2 separate regions of the Rattus norvegicus genome follow, and region 2 is linked to region 1. Evidence: chromatin contacts called from public Hi-C data. All regions are on one chromosome and are shown on one strand. Each heading gives the region's core, a stretch centred on a gene start, on an enhancer-like site or on the middle of the called end of the contact. The rest is flanking DNA. Distances are from core to core; before and after follow the strand shown. Region 1 overlaps LOC108351921 (a long non-coding RNA gene). Region 2 overlaps Pantr1 (POU3F3 adjacent non-coding transcript 1).

Region 1 (7,394 bases), core at 3,174-5,673:
GCCAAGTTGAATCCTATATGCTTAAGATGTAGGAGAGATTCATGGAGTGAGTTATTTTATCTGATGTTAAGTAACAGTTCATTTCAAAACATGCTTGTAAAAGTGAGTATCCGTGCTCTCCCCTTCTATGTGTTTAATTTAAGTTAGATTCTAGGCATTCTCAATGTGAATCTTCATTCACATTGGTATCAGAAAAATGACATGTGTCTGACCTACTGAAAGCAAAAGCCTTTGAAGACAGGTTAGGTGTCCCCCCAAACCACACGGAGATCATGAAAACAAATGGGAGCTTTGGCCCTCGTGTAGATTTCTCCAATGAATCTTTGAAAGATCTTTAACAAACATACTCACAATAATCCTTTCTCTGGGAGGAGCAGAGTATGCCAAGGTTTAAAAAAAATACTAAACCTATTGACATGAAGAGAAAAATCTATTTTACAAGAATGCTAGCTGTTGCGTCTGATGAATCTTTCCCTTTTTTCAAACTCATGCTGGTTAATGTCAATCCCATGCATACTGTAAATGGTAAAAACAAAATAGACTTAACTACTTAACTCCCTCTACTTAGGTCTCTGTTTGGCAGAGAGAGATCCCTTGCAGTGTGTCACCTAGTAGGGCTGTGATGAGCCTCAAGCATATGCTAAACCTAACTGGGATTTACAAAGTGCTCTAACAAAACATTAGTGGGAGCCAGTTCAGAAAAAAAGAAATTGTGAACTGCCCATTGGGCTGCTGCAACAATGATATTTGGGAACATGTGACCATCTTTCCCATCAGATGGCCTTACAATGTCTCTTGTACACCTTTGTTTTCTACCTCAGTAGATGACTAGATCATCCACACCTAATGAAATCTAAAGGTTTCCTTCCTTCTTTGTGGTCGAAGACCAGAATACTGCCCCAAAATGGCTCCAGGTAATATGCATTCTGTTCTCAGGACTGGGGTTCGTATTCATCCAGGCTTCTCTCTTCCTGAGCAGGCAAATGCCTCTCCAGGGCTCTGCCAGGCCTGCTTTCTCTTCTGCAGCTCTGAGATAGTCTCCTGTAACCTGCCTTGTCAAACTGAGGTCCTGCCCTCAGCTGCTCCCTTCTCCTTCCTGCAGACCCTGTCATTGCAGCATGTAACCCTGCTACCTCTAAGAGGACTTCTCACAACTCCCATCTCTATGCAGTTCCCAACCCTTGTAACTGTCTCAAAGGAGGGTGGACCTGTAGGATTGCTTGGCTCCTGTCTATTCTCTCTGACTTGGAGCCTCTGTGTGAATGTGAGTTTGCTTTTGCTCACTGCTGTACGTCATTGCCAGTATTGTCACCTGACACTAAATACATATTAGTTCAACAAATAAATTTGATACAAAAGTGGGTCCCCGATGTGTAGAGCACCTCTAATTATGTTGTCTGATAAACTCCTAATTTTTAATAGAGGCCCTATTGTTTACTTCTGAGAAATGTTCAGTCTCCTTTTAAAGTTAAAGGACTGTCCATTTTCCATGTTGGTTTGGGTTAGAAAATCCCCAATTAATGTTTGGCGCACGATGACAAAGATAGTGAGTGCATTGGCTGGAGTACATGCAGTTCTGTGGCTTATAATGTTTCCCTTCCTGATACCGAAGATAAAAACTTTTACAGTGTATTTGTATTGCACAGGAAAAACAAGGAAGGATGAGTTCCTTCGAAGCATTTTAATCTTGAAAATAACTCCAGTTTACTGTCTTGTATAGTCAAAAGCGAGGGCGCAGAGCTGTAAGAAGGGGATGTTTTTAACTTACATGTTCAGTGATGTTAACTCACTTTGCGATTAGTACTTTCATGGTTATTTTTCTCCCTTGAGGTTAAGAATCATTGTGTCAGAATTATCAGACTCTTTTTCTTTTTTTTCTTTTCTTTTCCTTTTTTTCTTTTTTCTTTATTTTCTTTTTTGCTTTTTTTTTGCCAAAAGAATACCTTAATGTAGGTTCTTACTCACATACCCAATAATGCTATCAGTTCCCCAAAATGGGAAATATTGCAGGGATTCCGAAACAGGTAATCCACGCTCTTGTAAAGTCTGTCAAAGCTCCAAACTTTCCTTGTTTCAGGAAAGATTGCCTATGTTCTATCAGTATTTACTACAGGACTGAGTTAGGTCTCTCTGTGAAGATGGTGGGAGCCTCTGGGTTGGCCAAATCAAAGCTTAGCAAGACCAAAGTAACATAAGAAATGTGTCTATTCTGCTGCGTGGGTAGGGGAGAAACCACCCTCCTTCAGCGTCCTCGTTGATTTCACTTTTTAGAAGTCTATTGTGACAGCTCATGTACGTCTTTCCATATCTGATTTATTTTATTTCCCCCAAGCTCTAGTTGCACACATTCAGTCAGCTCTAATGCAGTCTCCAAGGAAGCAGCTCACTTCAGTCTCTGCTGAGATCCTATCGGGCCCTGCAGGACCCCTTTCAGTGAAGCAGGAGATAAGCGTGCTTCATTTTCCCTAGCCAGCTGCCTGCAGACATTTGGAAAGATTCCATAGTAGGATCTAGAGGAAAACTCAGACTTAGCCATATACTACATAAGTACACTGTTTGCTATGCTACTGAAAATGTAATGATGTCCAACTCAAATATCGACTTTAAATTTTTTTGAAGTTTCTTAAATGGTAAAATAACTCACTCTTTATTTTAATCAAATCAATACTTTATCTCACCCAAATTAATAAAAGTTTATTTCCTTAGTCATTACACTTAGCTATAATGGTTTTTGTTTTGTTTTGTTTCTCTCTCTCTCTGTCTCTCTCTCTCTCTCTCTCTCTGTCTCTCTGTCTCTGTCTCTGTCTCTCTCTCTCTCTCTCTCTCTCTCTCTCTCTCTCTCTCTCTGTGTGTGTGTGTGTGTGTGTGTGTGTGTGTGGTGTGGTGTGTGGGGTAAATTACTAAATTGTTCAGAACCAGCAATGTGTGTCTTTAAATCCTATCTTTACCAGAGAATTCAGTAGAAACATTGGTCACTTAAGCCCTAGTAGTTGTAGTAATGATTTGCCCTATATTAGCCATTGTTCAGACCATGTGAGGAAACCTCACTAAATATAGCATAATTAAATTTGAGCACAACTAAATTATAGTATTTTATTTTCAATCACATGAAAGAAAATCTACCAGGGATAATAAAGTCTATCTGTACACGGTGTCTGTAAAGTGAAAAAAAACTGAAACTATATTTAGAAATACTAAAACTCACAAACCCATGATATCAACATTTTAACAGGAGAGGCCAATATTTTGGCTCTCTTATTAAGCAGATTGGGTTTCCTGGTGGATGACGTTTTGGAGTTCTATGGGGTTAAAAACAGCGGAGAGCAGCGAGGAAAGCTGAGCTCTCACTTTTATTTTATTTTATTTTATTTTTGAAGTGGCTACTGTGGTGGCAAAGGGCACCCCGGCTGCTTTAGTGTTACACCACCGGTGCTGACACGAGGGTGAGACACATCATTAGTTTTCTGTTGTAGCTGTTGTTGCTTTTGATGACGTTTCTACAGGGGCCATGTCAGGATCCTGCTCTGAGTTCTATGAAGGGAATCCTGAGCTGCCCTCGGACAACCTTGCCAGGTGCAAGAATCCCGGCCCCTTGATCTTTGTTGTTCTAGCTGCACGGAATTTTGATTCCAGCCTTGGGGGGAAATGTCCTATGAGGTGCCGTTTACAATTTTCTTGTATTCGTAGGTTTCTTTTATTAAACCGGATACAAGTTGTGACACGATATTAATTCAATCACTAATAACAGACTGGGATCGCGAATCCCTGTCAGCAGGTTGGTGTTGATGAAGCCGTAGCCGCCGCTAGAATATCCTTTTAAATACTTGCTAAATTTTATTTCTGCAGTGATAGACTGCTAGGTTTATCCTCCCACCCCACCCCACATTTCTCTCAACCTAAAAACAAATTGCACAAGTGTCCCTCTATAAGTGAGCTCTGCAGTCTCCCTGCTTCTCCTCTGTTGCAAGACTGGCTGGCAACCACTAGAGGGGAGGAGACAGCCGGATTTATTGAAGGCTCCAGCAGAGCTGGATGGTGGGGAAGGCGTCAGAGGAGGAGGTGCTAAGCAGTTGAAGTAGGTTAGAAAGGTTTGCAAAAGCAGAGGAAAATAGACTTCTTAAGATATGCGAAATTTTGCTTCATATAAATGAGAAGTGACTGAAAGAGTGGCTAGAAGGTTTCCGTACATGTACCCGTAATTCTGTAGTCCTAAGAATTAGTAAGACGATCCATGAAATCCGAGTTAACACTTAGGAAAACAAATGGCTCTTTCCCTGGGACTGTAGCTAATGGTCATGGTGAGAAAGAACTGAGGCTACTGAGGGAGAATGGGAAAGAAGTCTAAGATGATCTGTCTGTTTTGAGTAAAGTGGAGTCCAGCGGCATACAGCTTATTTCCTAAAGCAGGCCAAAACTTAACCCTGTTCGCATGTCTTAACCCCTTACATTCTGTGGCCAAGAGAGAAAACAGAGGAAACATCCCAGAAGTAAAATATCGATACAATATAGGCAAAGAGAGGTGTGGGAGGAGGGAGGAGGGAGGAGGTGTTTGACCTTTCTGGAATCTTGAACTACAACATCCTACTTACTACATGGACTTAAATTTAAAAAAAAAAAATTGTACTCCGGGACGAGGGAGTCACATATAGCTGTTGAAAATCACTTCTAATGCTTTTGAATCCAGCTTGACCTCTTTGATCTTTAATTTTTGGAAAGCTAAAAGGGAAAAAATATACTTAATGTTAGTATTGTTAAGTATTGCAGTGTGGAGCTGGGGACTGTTCTGTGTGCTCTCCTGAACATAATTGCACTGAGATCATTCCGGTTCCATTTTGAAAGCCACTGGCAATTACTGGAATACAATGTATCATGCGTTTGCTCACTGGATATAAAACCTATATACTAATTCGCAATAAAATGTAACAGCTGTCAGTGCATTTTCTGCTCTGTTACTTCAATAAATTGGAACTCTGACTAGAAAATGGGAATGTTGCGTTTTTACACACTCTGTAATGTGTTTGCTTTTTGCAAATACAATTTATTTTTTTCATGACAAAAATTGTAGTTTGTTATTACTGCTAGTGGATAAATATTCCTATATCAGAATGAATTACATATGGTACCTGTAAAGAAGTAGTAATATTTTCTCTTTTTTATGGTAGCCTGTCTTCAGTAAACAAAATACACTTAACCTACTTCTGTCGCATACTGACTGAGTTTTTTTTTTTCTTCCCCATCATGATGGCTCTGTGCTAAGAGTAGGGAAAGATGCATGGGCTTTCTTTCTTTTTTACCCTGTGATCTCAGGTGCCTGGATTTGTCAGTAACATTTACGGCCAGACACCCATCACATACAGAGTTTATTTTTGTTTAAGTTTCAAATGTCTTCCCTCATGCCTTGACTATGCAGATTTCCTTAGGATGCTGAAGCAATGTCTTTGAGTTTTATTTAAAATAAAAATGCATGAACATTTCTGTAATTCTGTTACTTGAGGTCAGACTTTTCACAGATAATTAGCCTTTTACACACTGTGAAATCAACCTGCATTGGTTATTTGGCTCGACTCTTTGCTTCTGTTCTTTATTTCCCAGAAGGTTAACGCGCTGAAAATCTAGCTTCAAGCTCATAGTACTGTCTCTTTGTGTTGCTAATTATCCTGTTGTATAATTATTAATATCAGGAGCAGGAAGAGGAAACATGCACACCAAATAGTCGTGAATGCTGGTGTTCTGGCAGGAAGCAAGCCCTGCATTAATAAAATGTGCCTGTGCCAATATCACAGGAGATGGGAGCGTTCCTTGTTAAGGACCATTTATTAACTGAGATCATCTTTTAGTTCGCCTTGGGGTAATGACTGATGTCAATGGCAAATTTCACAGTTGTCTAGAGAAATGAATTAAATTTGTAATAAAAAGCCCTTCGGCTTGTTGTACATGTTCATCTATTGGCATAGTTGAACTAAGAGAACTGTAAGGCAACTGAGAACGTCGGCTTAATTTCCCTTACATATAATAGTGACCTTTAGCTCCATATTGAAAAAGTTACCTATTATAGACTGGTAAATTAAACGAGAAGTTCCTTTAATGCAAAATAAACCAGATGGCTAAGCTAAGTTAAATGGCCTTTGAGCTTGTAAGATCCTTGGTAGAAAAATATTCTTTCTTCTTGAATAGGGAGAGGTCTTCTAGTTAAGCCTTCATAAAATAAGTGAGGGGACATAAAAACAGGAGGAAGCAATCATTCAGTGTGAGACGGCGAGGTCTTGTCCTTGGCTACTGCTGTGAGTGTGTGTGTGTGGGGGGGGTGCGGGCGTTCACTTTGTGCTCTTAGGCTGAGTTTTGAAAGTGTTGTTTTAATGCTCTCTTAATTCTAAAAATACAGCACTTTTAATTTAGCTGGCAAAGCATATTGTTGCTGTAATTATTTATATAAGTTTTTGTGTTGCTTTATGCAGTTGGAAATGTTTTTTTAGAAGGACATATTTCCCAAGAGGGAGGATAGTTAAATTCCTGTCATTCTTTTCTCCTTTTTTTCTTTCATTTATTGTTTTGTTGTTGTTTATTTTGGAGAGTCTAATTCCAGATTCGCCTTCCCAGGCTGACTTGGACTCAGAGAGTGTTAATTACTGAAAAGCCTAGGAAGATGACCAAGCAAAGCTCTCTTATTTTGCGGGAGAAAGTTCCGGAACATCTGGTCTGCCCACACACTCTGGTATCTGTAACATAGGGAAGTTGAGACGGTCGACAGAGCAGCCTATAGCCAGTGGAGATGAAGGGATGGACAGTTAGAGAATAGTTATACAGACTGGAACGTCGGATTCTTTCATGCAGGTGAACTTTCAGCAAGTTTTTCAGAGGTTTAAAATAACATCTCATTGTTGTCACCTTTGAACCGGATGAGTATAGTCCAACAGGACTCTGTACACAGAGAATATCTATACTCTGTACCCTCTAGCCGTGCTCCTAGGGGCTAAAAGTGAGTCAAAATTTCCACGAAAACAATTAGAACAATAATAAAACACGGATTTCAACCGCCTTCATTTTTAAACACATAAGAATTCTGGAAGCTAATGAATAATGTTCTTCATCCAAATTTCTAGATTTCTGCAAATGGTTTGTTTTCTCGATTTTGATTGCAATCCCAACTGATTGTCATCAATCCTCACACCATGCAGAAATATGGGTGGGATTGACTCCAAATTATTTTTTCTTTCTGGATTACTGGGGGTTCTTTCTTCGTGACTCAGGAGGACCTCTGAAATCTGGACATCTTTTTTTTTTCAACCTAAGGCGCATGCTCAGAGCATTCTAATAAGGCCAGGAATGGAGTTCGCAGTCCCCTTTTACCCAGGCTCACCTCGGCCCTTTTCAGTATGTAACCTTATTCTCCATGG
Region 2 (7,394 bases), core at 1,285-3,784, 900 kb after region 1:
ACTTCCTCCTAAAATTTCCCATTACTGGAAAGGAGCCAGGAAGTTGAAACGGTGCAAGACAGACCACGATTGTAGGCTGAAGCCCTCCTCCCTATTCCTCCAAAAAAACAAAAACAAAAAACCTTTTAGTCACAGTCCTTAAGACCAAAGCAAGAGAAAACCACTACCCTAAACTCCCTGAAACGCAGCTTCTGAGTGCGTGGGCCTTAGGCTAAAGCAAAACCAAGCCGTCTGATGATGCTGCCTGTTAGCTAGTATTGTCCCTTTAGGCTTTACTTTGGCTCACGTGGAGCCGGCTGTCCATAATAGCCCTGGACCATGAGGTACCACAAGGAAGATCTCTGGGGATCTGCAGAGATGACCTAACCAAAAGAGAGAGGGACGCACAGTGGATAGAGAACAAGCCTGGGGCAGACAGAGGACTCTAAGCTCTGCACTATAGGTACCCACACAGGAGGAAAACAACTAGCATTGAGCATCCTGCTGCCCCTCCTGTCCTGCCTTTCCAAGCCCTGCCCTGCCCCGCGCTGTCCTGCGCGCGCGCCTCACTCACACGCACACGCCTTAGCACACGCACACACGCGCTCACGCACACTATTCCCAATGGTGTCTCTGGCCAGACCGTGGGGCGACGTCCCCCTTTAAGGGCGACGGCCCTGCCCTTCCTGGCGCAGCCCCCTCAAGGAAGTAGAGAGGCACTGCGGGCTCTGGAGCCCGTGGGCCGAGGCCCCGAAGAGACGTGACGGGCAGGTGGCTGCAGGGGCGAGCAGTGGCGGGAGGGGACAACAAGGATCTGGGGTGGGGGGTGCATTTTTGGTAGCTCTTTCCTGCAGCCGCTGGGAACTCGCCTTGGGGAGGGCACTAAGTGACTGATCGCACCGCCTGAGTTGGGGCTGTGCGCGCGCGCATGGGGGAACCTGGCTGGCACGCGGGCAGTTGAGGGACCCAACGCAGCTGGGCACAAGCGCGAGCCCTCTCCGAGCCCGCCTGCAGAGGGCGCCCTCACGGTGGCGCCCGCGGGGCTACCCGCCATCCCCAGAGCACTAGAGCTAGCTCCTTCCGAAGGGGTCGGGATATGTTACGGTCACATTAGTCACCATCTAGGACCAGGAGACGTCACAGTTCTCAATCCTTTTTTGTTTGTTTGTTTTCTATGCTCAGTAGCTAAAAGGTGCCTGGGTGCGGGATGCAGGGAGAGATAGCCTGCTGACCAAGTGATTCTGCAGGGTCACATCTCCTCTGCGTATTGGGGGACGAGGGATGTCTTTTCCCTAGGAGAGCCTCGCAAAGCGAGAAAAGTTTTCTACCACTTGTGTGTGTGTGTGGCGGGGGGGGGGGGGGGGGACAGAAAGATGAAGTATGAACCTTGCTTCCTAGGGATGGCCAGAAAGTATTTGAAATCTCGCGGACACGCAAGCTCTTTCGCTTGACACACGCGGGGTGACTGGCACTCTCTTCGGAACCCCGCAAACAGGCTGGGCTTTAGGCTGGAGGAGGAAATGCCCTGTAAACCACGTGCCTTCAACCACGGGGTTTTGCCCACCCTACAGCCTTGATCACTTGAAAAGCGAGAGCCACGTACCCAAAGGAACAAGTTCAGGACCTCACAAGGACATCGATCGAGACTTGATTGGACCCTGGACTTCTGCAAGGACTAGTGAACAGAACCGGAGGAAAGTGTCTGATTAAAACTGAGAGCAGATTTTGCGACACTCCAAACCCTAGTAGCTCTGTCCCCTTCTCACTGCCTAAGTTCAACTGAGCTTGAGAGAGTGACATCCCTCCCTTCTCGGTGCCTTTCCCAAGCCAAGCCAAGGCCAGAGGTGTGCAGAAAAATTTTTAGAGACACCCCATCTTATAAATATGAGAATTTCATCAGGCAGCACAGACTACTCAAAGCGTTCCGTTTTTCTGCGATCCAATTTTATTAGGATTTATTCTCATTTGTGCTCGACTTCTCTGGGGAAATAATGCTTTGATTAATGTAATCCTGGCCCAGGATCCGCCTCACGCCCCTCGACCCTCTCCCAAGAGAAAGGGCCTGTTTGACAAACAATAACAGAGGCGCAACTCTTGCAATCTGCCCACACCTTTGGGGATGTCTGGGAAGAGGGTGACACTCGTTCACACCCAAGTAGCTAAAAGCAGCGTGGAAAGGAGGGAAAGAGAGAGGGCTCTGTGGTAGCCGAACTTTACAGACGCAAAGCCCTAGGTACTTAGGTGGAGGGGGGAAGGGAGGGCTCTTGGGGTAGGGCCCGAGCCTCGGTGTGCGAAAGAGTGCGTAGATTCCAGTACGCGCCTCTCCTCTGCTCGCTCCCAGTATCTACTTCTTTGTCCCTCGCCACAGGCCTCCACTGCAGAGATCTGCACGCTGTGGTTGTGCAGCTCCTTGACCCCAAGGGTATATCCACAGCGCCCACCCGCGGCCCCAAAGCACCTAGAGAACAGGTTTTCCGTGTTAACCAACCACACCAACCTGAGACGCCCTGAAGTCCTCAAAACCCGAATCAGAAGCCCAGACCCTGGGACCCAATTCAACGGTTTTCCTCATCCTCATCCGTCATCCAACCATGCATCCATCCATCCTTGCATGCATACATGCATGCATGCATGCATACCATACAAATCGGTGGACAGAAGCGCGGATAGTTCTTTGCCCAGCTATGGGCTGAAAACGGGCGCCCCCTTTGCAGCTCTCTTGCCTCCTGCTCAACCAAGACCCCCTCCGCGACGGGAGAACAGCTCAATTACGAAGGGAGCAAAGAAACGAAATCCCGGGCTCAAACGCCCTGCCCACCGGAGCTTCTCAGGTCCCCCTTTCTGTAGCGCGTTCCCCACCCCCACGGTCCCCAGCTCAGGGGCGGTCGGGGACGCGCGGCGGTGCTAGGGGTCCTGCCCCGCTCCGCGGGAACAAAGCCCGCCGCGGGAGCTCGTGGCCGCGCTCAGAACGGGTGACAAAGGCAGGCAGGCGGTGCCAAGCTCCAAGGCAGCGCTCCTATGGCCGGGCGAGAAGGAGGCCCCAAAGATGGGTACAATTTGCACCCAGATTTTTCTGGGCGTCTGTGGTTTTTTGGGGGTTTTTTTTTGTTTTTTTCTTGTGTGCCCAAAGACCTGTTGGGTGACTCAGCTCTTATCTATCTGGTCCTGCCACCTCAGCAGCCTTGCTGTTCTCTCATGCCCGCTCAAGTCTCCTCCATCTCAACCAGCTTTTCTCTCCACCTCACTCCTTTTACCTTCTCGCTTTGAGGGTTAGCTTTTTTCCCCTTTTTTTCTTTCCCATGGAAAAGCACTGTTAACCGGATTCTGCAGACAGCTCTATGTTCAAATAACATTCTAAAAGACCTTTCTGGGCAGTCGCTGGCAGAAAGGGGGAGGTAATGGGAGCCTTTTAATTTTATTATGCAAACTGCACTCTAAATAAAATAAAATGCCCTTAGAACGAGTTCGAAGAAAGACAGACTTAGCCCTGAGGCCCAACAGATTCCTGCCGAATTCGGCAAATGTCCCTGTCGGCTCCCACAAATCACATAAATGGTAGAGTCGAGTCGGGGAGGAGAGAAAGACACCACACACACACACACACACACACACACACACACACACACACACACACACACCGTGGAATGGAAACCCCATTCCATATGAAAATGGGAACCCAAGTCTCCTGGGGGGGGGGGAGTTCTAATCGTGCATTCTAACCCTGGATGGGAATTGCTGCCAAGACCCTACCAATAAAATCGTACAATTTTTTAATTTGGGGTACTTTGAATGCTGTGTACTCCAAGCAAAATTTTACTTGATCGGTTTTGTGGGATAAAAATGAGAGAAAAACAGTCCTCCTCGGCATTTGACAGAGTATATGCCGCGACTTCTGGGTGATTTTGTGTGTGTGTGTGTGTGTGTGTGTGCCCTGGTTTAATACTAAATTGTTTGATGTTTATCAACTGTCGCTCTGAGCCAGGGATCCTTTCCTCCTCGGGCTTTACTAACCAGGGTCCTTGCAGAAAATTTAGGCAGAAAGGCAAATATGAAAAAGCAATACTGGACACACAGGAAGCCATTGTGAGCAAGGTCACATCATTCTAACACCTAGACTTCCGTTAAGTAGTTTAGTGGCTGAAATTATATTCTTGCAAACTGTGGGATATCAGAAGCATCAACTCTCTGCGAATACACTTGCCACTGTGCTTTCTAAAGTGGATAGCAACGACTACATTTTCTTGAAAACACCATAAAGTAGGGCTGTCCCAGGCAGGCACTGAGTTGGAGAGGGCCCCAGGGAAGGAGCAGAACAGTGAAAGGAGGGCTCCAGTAGCAGAGGAGAAAAGAAGCCAGGAAGCACTGTTTGGCAGATGTGAAAAGAGCAGCAACCATCAGCACGAAATGCCCGATCTACACCAGGCTCCTCGGACAGTAGCTAAGGTCAAATGTCAAAACAAAACAACAACAAGAAAAAGGCACAAAAGTACAAGAATTGCTCTCTAAGATGCTACACCAGCTTTCTTCTCCATCCCAGCACCGTTTGTTGGTTGGGCCTCAGAGAAGATGCTGTAACACTTAGAGGCGATGCTTGGTGGGGGAAGACCTCAAGCAAAGAGTAACTCCAATCTCTTAGGACCAGGACTGGTGCACGAATATAATTTACCAGACACCTCTGGTAAAGCTCAGTTCATATTACTGGGCTATTGTTTGGTTTGTTTGTTTGTTTGTTTGTTGTTTGTTTTTATGACACACACACATCCACACACACACCAAATTTACCTTGAAATATTTTTCTAGCTAGGACATATCCACGTTTGTTGCAAATGAATCATATTTTCACCATCACCTCTAGTCTATCAGCTGGGCTCTGTGTTACCTAGTGCTAGGAGTTGAAATTTGAAAGAGACCATGATGTCGGGGAGCACAGGAAGGGTGGTGAAGGGCAGCCAAGAATAATCCATTAGTTGCAGCTTCTCCAGCAATTGGAAGAGAGCATTACCAGCCTTGACAGGTCCATGCACACAGCTAGAGTGAGCAAACAGTTGGAAATGGGTTGCTTCAAAAGCACATACAGGATTACCAAGTTACTGTGCTTTCTCAGTTTATTTTCCACAATTAGAAATGCCCTCTAGTTTAAGAAGAAGGGAACTTACTTTAAGGAATCATAGTGTCTTTGAATTCATAATTACTCCTTCAAACTGTTCCCCAAAAAACCTAAGTGCTCACTCCCTTCCTTCAGATCATATAGACCAGCTATTAAAAGGACACAAAGCAGGGGCAATACACACTCCAAAACCATAGCAATACCAAGAAATGGCTCGTTCACTGTCCACTAGGTAAAGCCCCTTTTCTAACCAAAAGCCGGTGCTGCAGAGCCCCCCCCCTCTTTTGTATAAGCCATACAGTACAGACTGTAGGTAGGTTGAACATTTATTTTAATGTGTAAATGCTAAGAGAAACTGCTTTTGTGCTGTGCTTTATTGGACTGCCTTATCATTGCCAAATGGAAGCCAGTGAGGGGGTGCCCGTTTCATCTTGGGCACATCTGACTCAGGTAATTTTCTGCATTCTCTCATTTGGCAAAAGCAATTTCACCATCCTCAACAATTAAGTCTGTAGCTTTTGCCCAGAACTTTGGATCTTAATTTATACCCACCTTGATTATTCCCACCCTCAAGACATCGCAGAATTCTAACGTGGTCCCTGTAAAGTAGCAGCTCACCTCAAATTAACTTGTTGCTTTACCCCCAAATTCTTATATTCTGCTTCTTTTACTGAAAGGTATCTAAATCTATAGAAATCACGAGGGTTCCCTCCACTTCCCTGTTCTTTTGAGTATGTTTTTTGAGAAAGAAAAGGGGGGGGGAGCAGCTGCTTAGACAACCATAGCTCCCAGGAACTATAACACAGGAGAATGGGAGAATGTGCTATGTGAAGAATAGGGAGGCCTTCGCCAATGTTTTGCGATATGAATGAATTTTTAAAAAGTGTCTTTTTCTACTAGTACATTCTGAATGCTTTGAACAACCCTGGGCGTGCAAAGCAAGCTAGGTTTTGGGTCTTGTCCCATTCTGTGGACTCCTAGAAGTCTTTTGTCTGCAACGCAGTGCTGAGGAAGAAAGCAGTGTTTGTGCTCAAATTACAATTTCCCCAATTCTCCACTCGGTTTTATTAGCACAAACCTGACAGTGCATTTCCTGACTAAGTGTAAGGTCCAGGTGAAATCAAATGGTTCAAGTGTATCTGAGTGAGTCTCTCTTGCTTGCATGATTCCTATAATCTTTCAAACCTAGATGAGCTCACCCTTCAATCCAACCCTGACCTGCTAAAATTAGTTTCAAAGAAAAACTTAAGGCTGAAGCCTGGTTGGCTTGGAGCAGTGTTGAAATGAAGCCAGTGGCAACAGCCCCCACCCCTAGAGGAGCAGCGAAGCTATCAGAAAGGTCAGGCTTTGTGACTCTTATTCACAGGTGCCTTCAGCTGCACTGTGGAAGCCAGCTTCACGCCCTAGTCACTCAAGCCTTGTCTTTCTTAGTAACTCTCTAAATCTCCTTGGGAAAATTGTTGGAGACAAACTGACTAAATCCTCAAAACCAACTAGGATTTGCTCTTTGCTGTTTTAGGTAGCCTCCTACTTTGCTACAGAACTTTTTGGCTCTTTGTTACGGTTTTCATTGGCAGCACCCATACACAAAAGGAAAAAAAAAAAAAAACATCTTGGAGGCAGAAACTTTATGCTCCACTAAAATTCCACTTTATCTGTCCTTAAAAAGGTTCAAGTCCACGGTTACCTCTACCCTCTGTCTAGATTGCATTTTCTTTTCTCTACAAAGCCTTTCAAGGCTAACTGTTAAATCCTTTGAAGAACAGTGGGAATGAAAATAGCTACTAGGTATCAAATGGACTGAAAGATCCCAGCACCTCCTATATCCTCAAGACCCTGTTATACCCAATTGTGAGATTATATCCTGCTGAAAGAACCATCATTTTTACATATACTGCTTCAGAATTCATTTTGCTTTCTAGTTCAATTCTAAAAAATATCTGTCATCATCAGCCTGATAGTTTCCTAAGTAACCTATACTGTAACCATAACAGAAATTCTTTAACTGTTCTACTGTTCTCAATGTTTTCTCTCTCCTCTCTCTCTCTCTCTCTCTCTCTCTCTCTCTCTCTCTCTCTCTCTCTCTCTCTCTCTCTCTCTCTCTCTCTCTCTCTCTCTCTCTCTCTCATAAAGAGCCCTAGCCATACTTTCCAGGGAGAAACAGTTTCAACACTCTCTGACTTCCTGGATCATTTGCAGACATGGCTAGCGTGGGAGAGATCACTGTCCTGGTATTTTAAAATCCTGTGTTGTCCAATCATTTCCTTTCTTCCCTTGAACATACACAGGAAAGGTAAGGGTGTTTGTT

Evidence for each region. A called contact is a pair of places that touch in the nucleus more often than the background predicts.
Region 2: a Hi-C map of frontal cortex shows a contact between it and region 1, with 4 times the contacts expected there. The contact joins two enhancer-like sites. A contact is called at or near these places in 3 of 12 Hi-C or Micro-C datasets (Schwann cells, frontal cortex and kidney) and 1 of 1 datasets of contacts at active chromatin or transcription factors (oligodendrocytes).

What each region holds. Positions count from the first base shown.
Region 1 is chr9:51,527,913-51,535,306 of GRCr8, forward strand. The region is part of intron 1 of LOC108351921 (a long non-coding RNA gene); the gene reads left to right. Among named protein-coding and RNA genes, the nearest start is that of Pantr1, 900 kb to the right of the region's middle. Within about 2 kb of position 4,424, at least 3 of the 93 cell types and tissues checked have an H3K27ac peak or open chromatin away from gene starts, as enhancers often do.
Region 2 is chr9:52,424,802-52,432,195 of GRCr8, forward strand. All of the region lies in intron 1 of Pantr1 (POU3F3 adjacent non-coding transcript 1), which reads right to left. Among named protein-coding and RNA genes, the nearest start is that of Pantr1, 7.3 kb to the right of the region's middle. Within about 2 kb of position 2,535, at least 32 of the 93 cell types and tissues checked have an H3K27ac peak or open chromatin away from gene starts, as enhancers often do.